Linked DNA regions of Mus musculus: region 1 is linked to region 2. The links are chromatin contacts, called in public ChIA-PET maps. All regions are on one chromosome and are shown on one strand. Each heading gives the region's core, a stretch centred on a gene start, on an enhancer-like site or on the middle of the called end of the contact. The rest is flanking DNA. Distances are from core to core; before and after follow the strand shown. Region 1 overlaps Elf4 (E74-like factor 4 (ets domain transcription factor)). Region 2 has its middle 18 kb from the start of Apln.

The links. ChIA-PET counts read pairs in DNA pulled down with a chosen protein or histone mark.
Region 1: an RNA polymerase II ChIA-PET map of memory CD8 T cells shows a contact between it and region 2, with 22 read pairs. The contact joins two enhancer-like sites. A contact is called at or near these places in 4 of 115 datasets of contacts at active chromatin or transcription factors (acute myeloid leukemia, embryonic stem cells and memory CD8 T cells).

What each region holds. Positions count from the first base shown.
Region 1 is chrX:48,421,097-48,427,211 of GRCm38.p6, forward strand. It overlaps Elf4 (E74-like factor 4 (ets domain transcription factor)), which reads right to left. Exons shown (of 9, transcript NM_001381876.1): 2 at 2,982-3,258. The coding sequence starts at 3,053. Among named protein-coding and RNA genes, the nearest start is that of Elf4, 30 kb to the right of the region's middle. Within about 2 kb of position 3,730, at least 157 of the 459 cell types and tissues checked have an H3K27ac peak or open chromatin away from gene starts, as enhancers often do. A contact at or near this core is called in memory CD8 T cells, where this site is marked.
Region 2 is chrX:48,049,088-48,056,074 of GRCm38.p6, forward strand. No RefSeq gene overlaps it. Among named protein-coding and RNA genes, the nearest start is that of Apln, 18 kb to the left of the region's middle. Within about 2 kb of position 5,599, at least 163 of the 459 cell types and tissues checked have an H3K27ac peak or open chromatin away from gene starts, as enhancers often do. A contact at or near this core is called in memory CD8 T cells, where this site is marked.

The DNA of each region.
Region 1 (6,115 bases), core at 2,480-4,979, 370 kb after region 2:
GGGGATGGAAGTCAGGTCATTAGGCTTTGCAGCAGGCACCTTGAATTGCTAGGCCATCTTGTCAGGCCTCTCACCCTAGGTGATGCTTTAAGTGAGATCTTGATGAACAGAGATAGATGGCTTAGCTTAGCAGGACTTGCAGTCAGCCATGTGCTTTATGTATGCACAGTGCTAGAGATGGAACTCAAGGCCTTGTACATGCTAAACACGCACTCCACCACTGACCTAAAGCCCCAACCTGGGCAAACATTTTGCAAGGACTCTGAAGCTGCATGTTGACTAGTGGTCCTACATTGCACTAGACAAATACAGGACATTCTAGAATTCCATAAAACGTGATTGAAGGGGGCCTGGAGAGATGGCTCAGTGGTTAAGAGCACCGGCTGCTCTTCCAGAAGTCCTGAGTTCAATTCCCAGCAACCACATGGTGTCTCACAACCATCTGTAATGGGATCTGATGCCTTCTTCTAATGTGTCTGAAGAGAGCAATGGTGTACTCACATGCATAAAATAAATAATAAACCTTTAAAAAATGTGATTGAATTGCACTGACCAAGAGACAGATTGCTTGGATTTTAAACTAATATCTGCTATTTCCTAGCACGAGGACCCTAGGAAAGTTTTCCAACCTTTCTGTGTATCAGTTTCCTTAGTCATGAAACCAGGTTACTCATATGATGGACCCCATAGATTGTTTAAACAGATCAGTAAGCATGATGCATTCACAACAGGGCCTGGCATAGAGTACGTTATCATTAGGTACCTGGAGCTTCTGGGAAACAAATGGTTGGGTTTTTTTTTTTCTTTTTAAAATGTCAGGGTTTTGCCTACACGTATCTATGTGCAAAATGTAAGTGTATGTCTGGTACCCATAGACGTCAGAAGAGGGTTGCTTGGGACCGGAGTTATAACAGTTGTGACCTGTCAGAAATGGATGCCAGGAACTTAACCTGGGTCCTCTACAAGAGCCAGAAGTGCTCTTAACTGCTGATCCATCTTTTAAGTCCCATGCTTTCCTACTTAACCAGAGCACACTCACGTTCCTTTGTCTGTCTGTATGTATGCTTATGATTTATGAATTCTTTTTTATTGTTTGTTTGTTTTTGTTTTTCGAGACAGGGTTTCTCTGTGTAGCCCTGGCTGTCCTGGTACTCACTCTGTAGACCAGGCTGGCCTCGAACTCAGAAATCTGCCTGCCTCTGCCTCCCTAGTGCTGGCATTAAAGGCGTGTGCCACCATGCCCGGCTCTGAATTCTTTTATATTTGTGACATTTAACAGCAAAGACTGCTTTCTATGAGGAGGAAAAGGCAGCCGAGAATGGAAAAAGTATGGGGTCTGTGGGGAAGCCAACAAGCTGGTATTCTGAAGTAGGAAGGCAGAAGGAAGGGAAGGGTTACTTTTAGGGCTAGGGACACCTTAGGGGTTATATATGAGAGGTGTGAAAGCTCTCTCTCTCTCTCTCTCTCTCTCTCTCTCTCTCTCTCTCTGTGTGTGTGTGTGTGTGTGTGTGAGAGAGAGAGAGAGAGAGAGAGAGAAAGGGAGAGAGAGAGAGGGAGAGAGAGAGAGAGAATATAGAGGGAAAGAGGGAGGCAGAAAGGATAGAAGAAAGCAGAAAGGAAAAATGGAGAAAAGGTGGGAGAGAAGAGGTGACTTTTTTGAGATCTTGAAGGAGGTAGGTGTAAACAGATGCTCTGAAAGGGTAGGAGTTCCCCTAAGTCAGTGGGAAGGGAATAAGAACAGGGGATGTTAGAGATAAGTGGGAGAAGACAGGGAAATTGCAGGCAGCCTTGGCTTGGAGTATCTCTCGATCAGAGGAGAGTCTGTGTGCTGAGCATACAGAGATGCTGGGGAGTATAGAGAATAGGAATAGCTGCTGGAGGCTTGGAAACAAGCGAAAGACGGTGAATTAGCACTAAGAATCCAGGTAAGGGTCACCCTTTCTTCCCTTCTTATCTGATGCCTTCCACAAGTCTTTATGCCCTGGAACCGACAAGCAAGCTGATTTATTTTGTCCAAGAACCAGCAAGCCAGAAAGTGCAATGCACTCAAAGGCCACTAGAGGGCAGGCTTTGGTAGGACCAGTATGAGGGTTTTCTACCCTCCCATAGATAGAGCATCTGACTTCCTCAGAGAAGGTTTTGGAAATATTCAGCTGGATCTTCTCTTGGACAAGCTTTGGGAGATAGCAGCCAGATAGGTTAAGGGAAAGACTTGGCTAGGTGACATCTTGTCTCAACTGAGATTAAAACCCAACAGTTTTAATTTCTACTCTCCCTTCCGTACTTCCACACTTGCCTGCCTCATCTTTCTCCTTTCTTTCTGAAGGAGCAGAGTGGAAGCTGTGGAACACTTACCAGCACAGAAAAGGCATCCTCCTGGCTTCAGTGCAACACAAGTGATAAAGCAAACATGACCAGGGTACCAAGATCTGATCCTACCGTAGTTTCCAACATCCTCCTGCCCAAAGACCCCATTCCTGGCATGTCCTGAATCCTTAGGCCGAGAAGACATTTATGAGCGAGCCCATCGACTGGTTTGGAGCCCTGAGTGTGAAGATGCTAAGACTCCAATGCTGTGCTTTAAATGCAGCTGGCAGTGCCCTCTTTGCTATGGAGTTGTCCCAGCAGTTTGCTCACTGTGACACTGGGGCTAAAGGGAAGTAGCAGACATCCTACATGATGTTCAGTTGTATGCAACTGTCTGTGTAGTTCCATTTGCCAGTTGACTCACAGCCCAGCTGGTTTGCTTAATAACTGCTTGGCTAGCCTAGTGACTACATGTATTATAATGGCATGTAGCCAACCAGCTCCCTGAGTGACCATCCAGTGACTCCTAGGGAGTAGCTGGTGCCTGATGGGTATTTGCTGACTAGTTATCTGTCAAGTTCCCCCACCCCTTGGACTCACAGGCTGGCTGTTCACGGCTATGTCTCCCTAATTGCCCATACTGACTGACTGTTTTACTCCCAGAGACCATATACCTGGTGGATATCATCCATCCCGTTGCTTGCAAACTCGAAGACCAGATCACTGGGCTGCAGAGCAATAGCCATACTGGCTTCTGCCAGAGCTGACAATGAGACTCCCCCGGCTCCCTGGAGCTGCGGTGGTTTGTTGTCGAACAGAAGTTATTCAGGTATGTTAGGATCAATCTAGTGCCTTCTCTGAGCCTCTGGGGAGGATAACCAGAGTTGGAGTGGGTGTGGACTATGCCAGGCTCAAGATTGCATGCTGGGCTATGCCAACCACAAGAGCAACCTACAGAGAAGGGAGAGATGGAAACAGTAAGCCAATTTCCCTGAGCTCCGTGCCCTAATCAGCTAGTGAAGCCAAGAGGCTCTGCTGTGCCTAGACAGACTTCCAGCAGAGACAGAGTAGGAAGGGACCAGGCCTGACGCGGGGCACTAGGAGGAAAAATCTGTAACTAACTATCCTGGCTTGAGAAAGACTCATGTACGTGTGGCTTAGAGGGGACACAGGGTGTTCATGGGCTCAGTTTACCTTAGAAGTGAGGACCAGCTGACTCAAGGAACAGTCTACAGAGGAAGAAATGTCTCACTTGGGGTTGCGGGGAGGGGTGTCTGGGCTGGTAGGTCACATGCCTTGCATGCTTGTTAGCAACCCTACCCCCATTGCCCACCACAGGGTGGCCTCTGCACTGTGCTGCCTGTGGGTTTGTGTTCTCGGCTGAGCTTTGCTTTCAGTTTCAGGACTGAGCTATCACCCTGGGAACTTGTGAGGAGAGCCCTGGCTGGGGGAGGGGCCAGCAGAACCTTCCTCATCTTCTATGGCTGGCTCATCCCCCATATTCCAGGAAGTCTCTGTCTGCTGAAACCCACACGAGTCTTTCCCCAGTGCCTCCCAAGCTAGCCAGGCACTGCAGCTGCCTGTAGTTTCCCCGGGATCTACTCCTCAATTACCAGAGCCCCAGGCTGCTTCTAGCAAGATCACCTGGGGCCAACTCCCAAAGCTCTGGTTTCCAGACTCCTTCTGACCGACTTCTCTGCTCTTTCCACCTGGACCCTACTGGCCTTTGCACCTGTCCAGGTACCTGGTCTTTTGCCCTTCAGGTTCCTGAACTCGTGATGTGTTTTCAATGTGTGCAATAACGACAAGCAGGCTGACTCAACCACCAGAGACAGGCTAGAACCCAGGCTACCCACTAGAGCACACATCGAAACGCCTTGACATTCCATCTGTAGTGCCAGGATGGCAAACTCTTATCCTGGCTGGGAAATAAACGAGGAACTCCGGGTGAGACTTAAAGAGGGGTAAAAGAAGGGTGCCACAAGTGACCTCTCTGATGACCGCTCTCCTCCACTGGAGGAGACACCCAAGCCTCTCCCACTTCCTTTCCGTTAGCCCACAGGGTTAGCCCCGCCCAGTCTCCACCCCCACACCTTTCCACCTACTCCATCAAACAGCCTGGAGAAGTTGCTAGGCTGTTTTATCCACCAGAGTTGAATTTCCCTTTAGATGGAAGAGAGAACGCGGTTAGGTCTATCACTTGTGGAACTACAGGGGCTGGGGAGTGAGGAGCAGTAGGGCTAACAGCCTTATTCTGGCTCCATCCTTTCATCTTGCCTCACCCAACCCTGCATGTGACCTTATCCCTCATGGCCTGCAAAATCTTGCAGGACCACTTGCATCTGGCTCCCCTAGCCTAAGTGCCCTTAAGGCAAGCATTCCATAGTTCCTGCTCTCCCACCAGCCAGGGTGTCTGCCCTTGGGGAACATTCTCATAGTAGTCATATGAAAGGTGATCACTTTCATCTAAACCCACCAGGTCCAAGAGTCTGCATCTGCTCCTGCCCCAGGTCATTCACTGGGGCCCTTCCGTTCAAGGTATCTTTGTCTTCTTGCTTTCTCTTCCTAAGCCAGTGTTTCATTTTCAAAAGTTCTGCTGGTACTATTTGCTTAGGAAACCTCTATGCATTGTCCTGACCTCCCAAGTCAGACACTGGCTTCCTTGACCGTAGGGATAACTGTGGATCATTGATAAGACATCGACACCTTGCCTTGTGTTTGGTTTATGAAATAAATGCAAAAAGGGGGGGGGGAGCAGCAATCGGCATGGTGATTCAAGCCTGCAATGCCAGTATTTGAGAGTTGTGATGGACAGATCACTGTGGTGTCGAGGTTAGCCTGGGCTATAAAATCCAGGTTTGGGGAGACAGCTCAGTCTTTAAAGTACTTTCTATGAAAACGTGAGCACTTGAGTTCAGTGCCTAGAAAACATGGGTTTTTGTTTTGTTTTGTTTTTAAAAGCCAGGCACAATGAAGCATACTTAGAATCCCAGAGCTGGGGCAGTGTGTTGGGCAGATCGGTGGGATCTGCTAGTTAGCTGGCCTAGACTGTGGGCTTCAGGGTAACAAAAGACCCACTCTCAAACGAACACCAGGGTGGACAATTCCTGACAGGCTGACCTCTGGGTCTCCATAGGCATGATATCCAGGCATGCGCACTAGCGTCACATGCACCCACATGAACACACTCCTCCCCCCCCCCCACACACATAAAACCAAACTAAACAAAATAAATTTAAAACAGGAAAAAAGAAAGAAGGAACAAATGAGTGAATGACCAATACTGGTCTATGGGCATCTGTGTTTTTTTTTTTTTTTTTTTGAGCAGTATAGAGCTACATGTACCTTGACTGCGTGTGAGGAGAGATGTGCAAGCTCAGAGGCTACATTGATATTATTCTTTGCATTGCTAGTTACACAGGTGCACTATCTGTCTGCTGTGAGTGTACAAACAGACCACAGGTATATATACATATTCAGGGTGTGTGTATGTGTGCCAAGTGTGGGGACATGTTCGTGAGAGCCTCTGTGTGTCAAAGGGCTACCCTGGTCTGGCCAGCTTACGGAGCTCAATCATAGGTTCCTCCTCCCGCTCCTTTAGGGCAAGCAGACTGAGCTGCCTTGGTTCAAGTGCTTAGGAGACAATGGGCGGGGGTGGGGGTGGGGGGGCTGAGCAGGTCAGGGTTCTGCTGGTTAGCAAGGCTCTTTGACTGTGTGCTCCCCAGGGGAAAAAAGACAACTCCAACACAGGTATGAGACTTATGGGTCCTCAGGTGAGTGATCCCCTTCCCTAGGTCCACTCTGCTAA
Region 2 (6,987 bases), core at 4,349-6,848:
TCCATAGAATCTGTAGTTAGCAACCCTGTCATTCTTCAAACTGTTTATCTGTGTCCCCTTCTTGCCCTGGTCAGCCTAAAGATTTATCAGTTTTATTGATCTTCTCTAAGAACCAGCTTTTGGGTTCATTTATTTTTGCACTGTTTGTTTGTTTTCTGTCTCCTTGATTTCTGCTCCGATCTTTATTTCCTTCTACTTGGGATTTAATTTGCTCATCTTCTGCTCGTGGCTCACGGTAGAAACTGAGGACATTGATTTAAGACCTGCATGATTAATTTTATGTGTCAGCTTGCCTGGACTACAGAATATTTCCAGATAGTGTGTGACAATTTTTTCAGAAGGCACAAGGATTTGAAAAAGGGATCAGCCTCATCAACATGAGCAGAAATCGTCTAGCCTGTTGAGAGCCTGAATGTAACAAAAAGTTGCAAGTGATCTCTCTCTACTTGAACTAGCCCTCCTACCCTTGGGTATTATTGTAATACATTTTATATGTACACATATTATAAGTCATACTCCATTGTTATCACTTTTCCTTAAGTGTTTTGACTTTTAGAGCCATTTAGGCACTATTTTTGCTGTTCTTCCATCCTTCCTGGGTCCACATCTCGTGTTATTTTCTTTTCTGCTAGTGAGCCTGCTAGTGATTAGTTCTTCAAGCTTCTGTAAACCTAAATGGCCTTCAGTTTTGAAAGATGATCGTTTTCATCAGCTTTGTGATAACAGAATAGCAAAGACTGGCTGATTTACAGTAAACAGAAATACATTGGCATATGATTCTGAAAGCTATGAAGACTGTGATTATGGTACCAGGAAAAGCTCTTTTTTGTATTAGTCCATGACAGATGAGTGAAGGAAGGGTGAGAGAAAGCAAGAAGTTAAACTTGAATTCAAATAAGCTCAAATAAGCCTCCCACTTGTTTATAACTGGCATTAATCCATTCATCAAACTGTCTTTTTTTCACTAGTGGGAACTTACACAAGTCTTCTACAACTGAGCTATTACCCTCCAACGTCAAAGCACCTCATGGGGCTGGAGAGATGCCTCAGCTGTTCAGAGTACTTGCTGAACTTACAGCGCACCCAGGTTCAGTTCTCAGCTCCCACCTGGTGGCTCCTAATTATCTATAACTCTTGTTACGGGGGGATCTGGTGCCGTCTTCTACCTTGCATGTGCACCAGGCACACACAGTGCACCTACATACATGCAGGCAAAACACTCAAAGGTGTGAAATATTAGCAAGCAATCTCTTTAAAAGCTCCTTTTATTACTTCTACCATGTCAATTAAGTAACAGGGGGAGTTGGGGAGGGGGTCACCCAATCCATAGCAATATGTTTGCCTGTAATAAAATCTGTGATATTTTTCTTAATCTTGGTACTTTAAAGATTTTGCTTAGGCTAGGCATAGTGTCACAGGCCTTTAATCCCAACATTCAGGAAGAAGAGACAGGAGAATCTCTGTGAGTTGAAGGTCAGCCTGATCTACAGAGCTAGTTCCAGGATAACCAAGGCTGTTACACAAAGAAACTATGTCTGGAAAAAAGAAAAGATTTTGCTCAATTTTCTCTCTATATAAATTTGCCCCTTCCCTCTGAGAGTGTATAGTAGGTTCTGTTTTGAGCAATTTGGTTATTGTCTTAGGGTTTCTATGGCTGCAACAGAACACAAGACCAAAAAGTAAGTAGCGAAAGAAAGGGTATATTCAGCTTATACTTCCACATTACTATTCAATACCAAAGAAAGTCATGGCAGGTACTCAAACAGGGCAGTAACCTGGAAGTTGGAGTTAATGTAGAGGCCATGAAGGGGTGCTGCTTGCTCTCCCAGGCTTGCTCAGCATGGTTTCTTATAGAACCCAGAACGCCCCACCCCAGGTATGACACCACCCACAATGTGCTTGGCCCTCTCCCATTGATCACTCATTGAGAAAATGCCTTACAGCTGGATCTAATGGAGGCATTTCCGCAACTAAAGCTTCATTCTCTCTTCTCAAGTTGACACACAAAAACAGGCAGTACAATATGCCTCAGTATAATGTTCTTTATGTCTCTTATACATAGAGTTTGATATGATTTCCCTAATGTCCAGCAACACTCCGCCCATCTTTTACACTCACTCCTCTGTGCACTTCACTTTGAACTGTCTCTGTTCCTTTGAATTCAAGTTCACTAGTCATTTCTTCTTCAATGTCCAATTCTGCTGCGAATCGAACTCATTGTATTTTCGTTTACTTTGTATGTGTAATTTTTAATTCTATAAATTTTACTAAGGCATTTTCATAAATGCTTTCTATGTCTCTAATGATTACAGCCTGCAGAATACAAATTTTGTAACTGTTTTAATGCCTTTATTTGATGATTCTATCATCTTTATTAGTTCTGATTTTATTTCAATAATTTGACTTACTTTTGGTCAGTTTCCTTTTTTGGCCATGCCAGGTCATTTTTAACTAGGTCCCAGACACTGTGGCTTCTATGTTATTGAGTTTTTATCACCAGATCTCGATAATTAGCAGTTCTCAATGAGGGATGATTTTGTTTGTCTAGAGACATGCTTGGTTGTTACAATTGGAAGGTAGTACTGGTATTTACTATGTAGAAGTTGAATGTGTTGGTAAGCGTCCTACAACTCACAGGATAGCCTCCACAAGAAAGAATTCTCAGGCCCCATTGCACTGAAGTTGAAGAACCCTGCTAAAAACCTTTTGAAGTTCATTCTGAGACTTGGCTAAGATTCTTCTAAAGTGTTTGGTAATTAGGGATCTTGCTGTTCACCCTTGTTAAATAAAACCAGAGTAATGTTAAGTCAAAGGCTAATTATTCTTGGCTGCTTTGAGAAGGCCATCTTTTATTATATCTTCACATGGGCAGAGGAAGGAGGGATGGAGAAAAAGGATGGAAAGGAAGACAGAAATAGAGAAGAGAGGGATGAAGGAAGGAGAAATAGAAGAGGGAGAAGAAATGGAGGAGAGAGAGAATGAAAGAGGGAGAAAGATCTTATCTCTTCATGTAAAGGCAAAAAGCCCACTTGTGAGGTCCCCACTCTCATCACCCAATCACTTTCCAAAGTCCCCACCTCCTAATACCATCATGCCAGTTGTTAGGAATATAAAAAGTGGCTTTGGCAATGACATTAACATTAAAGCTATAGAAACACCCCAAACTTAAACCTGAGCTAGTTAGGAACAGGTGCTATTTCCAGTTCTGAGTTCTGAGTTCTGAGCACAGTTCCTCTAACCATTAGTAGCGGTGTCTCCCCAGCTATCAGATCACTCCCTTCATGTGCTCTTGACTCTACGTAGCCTTTTTACCTCCACTTCATCCCCAGCACCCAGCCCTGCCTTATCTGTAGAGTCTAGAGATGCTTCAGACTGGTAACTTCTGCTCTCACACCAACCCTTCTCTTCTTGTGTTTTAATGAATGGGGACAGTCTACTAAATTCATCGTCTAGTCTGCCTTCCTGGTCACTTCACCATTCAATCAGCCAGCAAACACTGTTTAATTTAGTCTTACCTATGTCTCCCCAATACTATCTTATTTTTCATTTCCACTGGCATTATCCTAGGTTAGAGTTTTCATAAAATGACAAGTTCCATCATCAACATTCCCTGCCTCTTGCTTTATAGGACCCTTACCTATAGACCCTTACCTATAGACCCTCACCCATAGACCCTCACCTGTATACCTTTACCTATAGATCCTTACCTATAGACCCTTACCTATAGATCCTTACCTATAGACCCTCACCTGTAGACCCTTACCTGTAGACCCTTACCTATAGACCCTCACCTATAGACCCTTACCTCCAGCACCACAAAATCCATCACTGCTTATCAAGTGAAAAGATATAACTCTATCCCTTTGTACATGTTAAAATTTGCTTTGCCTGAAAGTTTGTTCTTGCATCTGTCAAATTATTTCTCTTGCCTAAAGGGCCAGATCAATTAGCACCTCGTGTAGCAAGTCCATCTTGACATCTTTAGACACCTCTTACACCCTGACCCTTCTATATACTGTGCTCTGCTCACAGTTTGGTAACAACACTGGCTACATCTCTTTATACCATTGTCTTGCCCCTATTTTAGCCTTTAATGGTCCAATAGTCCCTATAAGAGCTTGCTATGGCCCCAATCCTACCCCGCTATATGCTGAAGTTCTAATTTCGCAAATGTGTTTTTGTCTGGAAGTGGGCCTTCAGGAAGTAATTGAGATTAAAGAGACCATAAGGATGGGACCCTAATCAGACAGAAGTGTGGCCTTGTAGAAACAAGAAGCTAACCCCCACACATACTCCATATCTTCCCTAGACTCTCACCTGGCCATGCTGGCATCTTGGCTTGAACTTCCTAACCTCCAGAATCGTGAGAATGGTGATTTATGAAGTTTAAGTCAACCGGTCTACAATATTGCGTTACACAGCCAAGCTACCACTTAACATAAGGGCGGTGCGTTTTTTACGGAATAAGAAAAGAGGAAAGACTACAAGAGCAGAACAGGTAGAACAAACAGGAAGGGGAAAAAACGAGAGAGATGGTGTGGCGACAGCAAAAGCCAGAGATGAGAAAAGTAGATGGAAGTGAAGACCTGAAGGAGCCAACATCGATGGAGATCATGCCTGCACTACTGCTGAGGAGGAAGCAGACCCCTGCTTTCACGTGTGTGTGTTCTCCATCCTTTGAGAGATTGGCTTTTGCTTTCTGCAGAATCTATGTGCCCTTCAGCAAAAGGACCAAAGGAGGCAGATTGGCTCAATGGCTAGGCAACAGCTGGGTGCTCTTGCCTCCCAGCCAAAGGCAACTGCCACCATTCAAAACCAGCTGCCTGAGAGACAGAGGAAAGTGTTTACCCAATGGCCTGAGTGTCCTTAGAGGACTCGGCTCTCAGTTACACAGCAAACAGCTGGCTCTGGAGAAGCTAGGTTCTGGGCACTGCCACCAAATGGCCCCAGTGGTGTTTAAATGTTTCCTCTACTTTCATGGCCCCCAGGGGGGGTTGTTCGGCTGACAGGTGACTTTGTTTAAAAACAAACAACAACAACAAAAATCCAGAATTGTCATTCCGAGGCCAGATTCTTTAAAAAGAACACAAGGCTTTCTGTCGCCCAAGGCTTGTGCAAATTGGTTTCACACGTTTGCCACACTCTGGAGCAGACAGCAGGGTCTTTCCAGTACAAAGACATTTCCTGGCGTGGTACTTAGACAGACCGGCGGTGGCGCAGGGCTGTGCCAGACAGGCCCAGGAAGAGGATTAGTTTGGTCTGCAGAGACGCTCGTCGCCCGCCCTGACCAGGGCAGTGAACTGCCAGCACGCACGCATGCCTTTGAGAGTCAATGGCCACTCCTGTCCCAGCTTCAGGAGTCGTGCCCAGGCACTGCTGCTCTGGCTGAGGACTGGAGGAGGTGTAGGCACTGTGGTGGTGACAGGACCGAGGACCCTGCCAGGTCTTGAGTTCCCATGCTTGCTGCTTTGAAAACCCTGGAACTAAATGGCTCTAAGAATCAAAAAAAAAAAAAAAAATTCAAAGAGCAGAGAAACGGAATGACATTCAGAAACCAGTCCAGAAGCAGAACCGGAACATCCTGATCGCTTTTACTTTCCTTTTGGGAAGAGCGATAAGCCTTGGGGTGGAGCTGATGGAGAGAATCACAGAGAGCGGTGGCTTTGTGAGCTGGTCCCCGGAACGAGCATTGCTTTGCAGTGCTGGCTGGCAATTACGACCAAGCCAGGCCTGTGGTTAGCTGGGTACAGGGACGTGACAGCACCGTGAGTGCGGTCTTTATTCTATTGTTTCCACTCATTAGAGAGGACTCCGAACTAGCACAGTCTGCCAGTCCCAGTTTTCTTGGTTTCAGGACAGGGTGCCTACTTTTGCGTTGTTCTCGCTACTCAGACCGAGGATTTTGTCCACGCGAAGACCTCTTTCACACTGGCATGCAAATCCAGCAGCCTGCCAAAAGCTTCAGCAAGCCCTTAAGCTCCGGACCTGAGAAGGAGTGGAGATTTGTTCCCATTTCAAGCAGCTATACCCCTCCCTGGAAGCTAGGAAGAGCACCACTAACTCGGTACCCTCTTGCTTGGCTCCCTGACAGCATTTCCAAACACTAACTATGTCCTCGTTAAAATACAGATTCTGACTTAAAAGAGCTGAGGCCCCAGACTGCATTTCTTTTTTATTATTATTACGTATTTTCTTCAATTACATTTCCAATGCTATCCCAAAAGCCCCCCACCCTCTCCCCCCCCCACTCCCCTACCCACCCATTCCCATTTTTTGGCCCTGGCATTCCCCTGTACTGGGGCATATAAAGTTTGCCTGACCAATGGGCCTCTCTTTGCAGTGATGGCCGACTAGGCCATCTTTTGATACATATGCAGCTAGAGTCAAGAGCTCCGGGGTACTGGTTAGTTCATAATGTTGCACCTACAGGGTTGCAGATCTCTTATAACCTCTCAGTGGTTAAAAGCATGCACTGCTCTTGAAGGCAACCGGAGTTCCATCCAGAGCATCCACCACCTTACCTGCCTACAATCATGTACAAGGTTCCCTCTCTCACATATACCCAATTAAAAGCAACACAAATATTCAATAACCTCCTAGTAATGCTACTGCCCCCACACTATGAGGAACAAGAATAACACTGGTCCAAACTGAAGCTGCACATTAAAACCACCCGATTCTTCAAAACCTAATTAAATTGGCTCCCACCCCAGACACTATACTGACTTAACTGTCAGTATGGAAGGTAGGCTTTTTGTATGTGAGACAGATCTTGCTCCATAGCCTGGACAAAGCCTACAAAGTAGTACTCGGATTACAGGCATGTGTCACCACACCAGGCAGGGATCACTGTGTAAATCAATTATTGTAATAGGCAGCCAGGATTGAGAGCTCCTGTATAAATGGGCAGCTACGAGAAAGCCCGTCCCCTTAGGCTGTAGTCTGCCATTCTTCTCTCATGATGTGCCTAACTGTAGGATTAAGTTT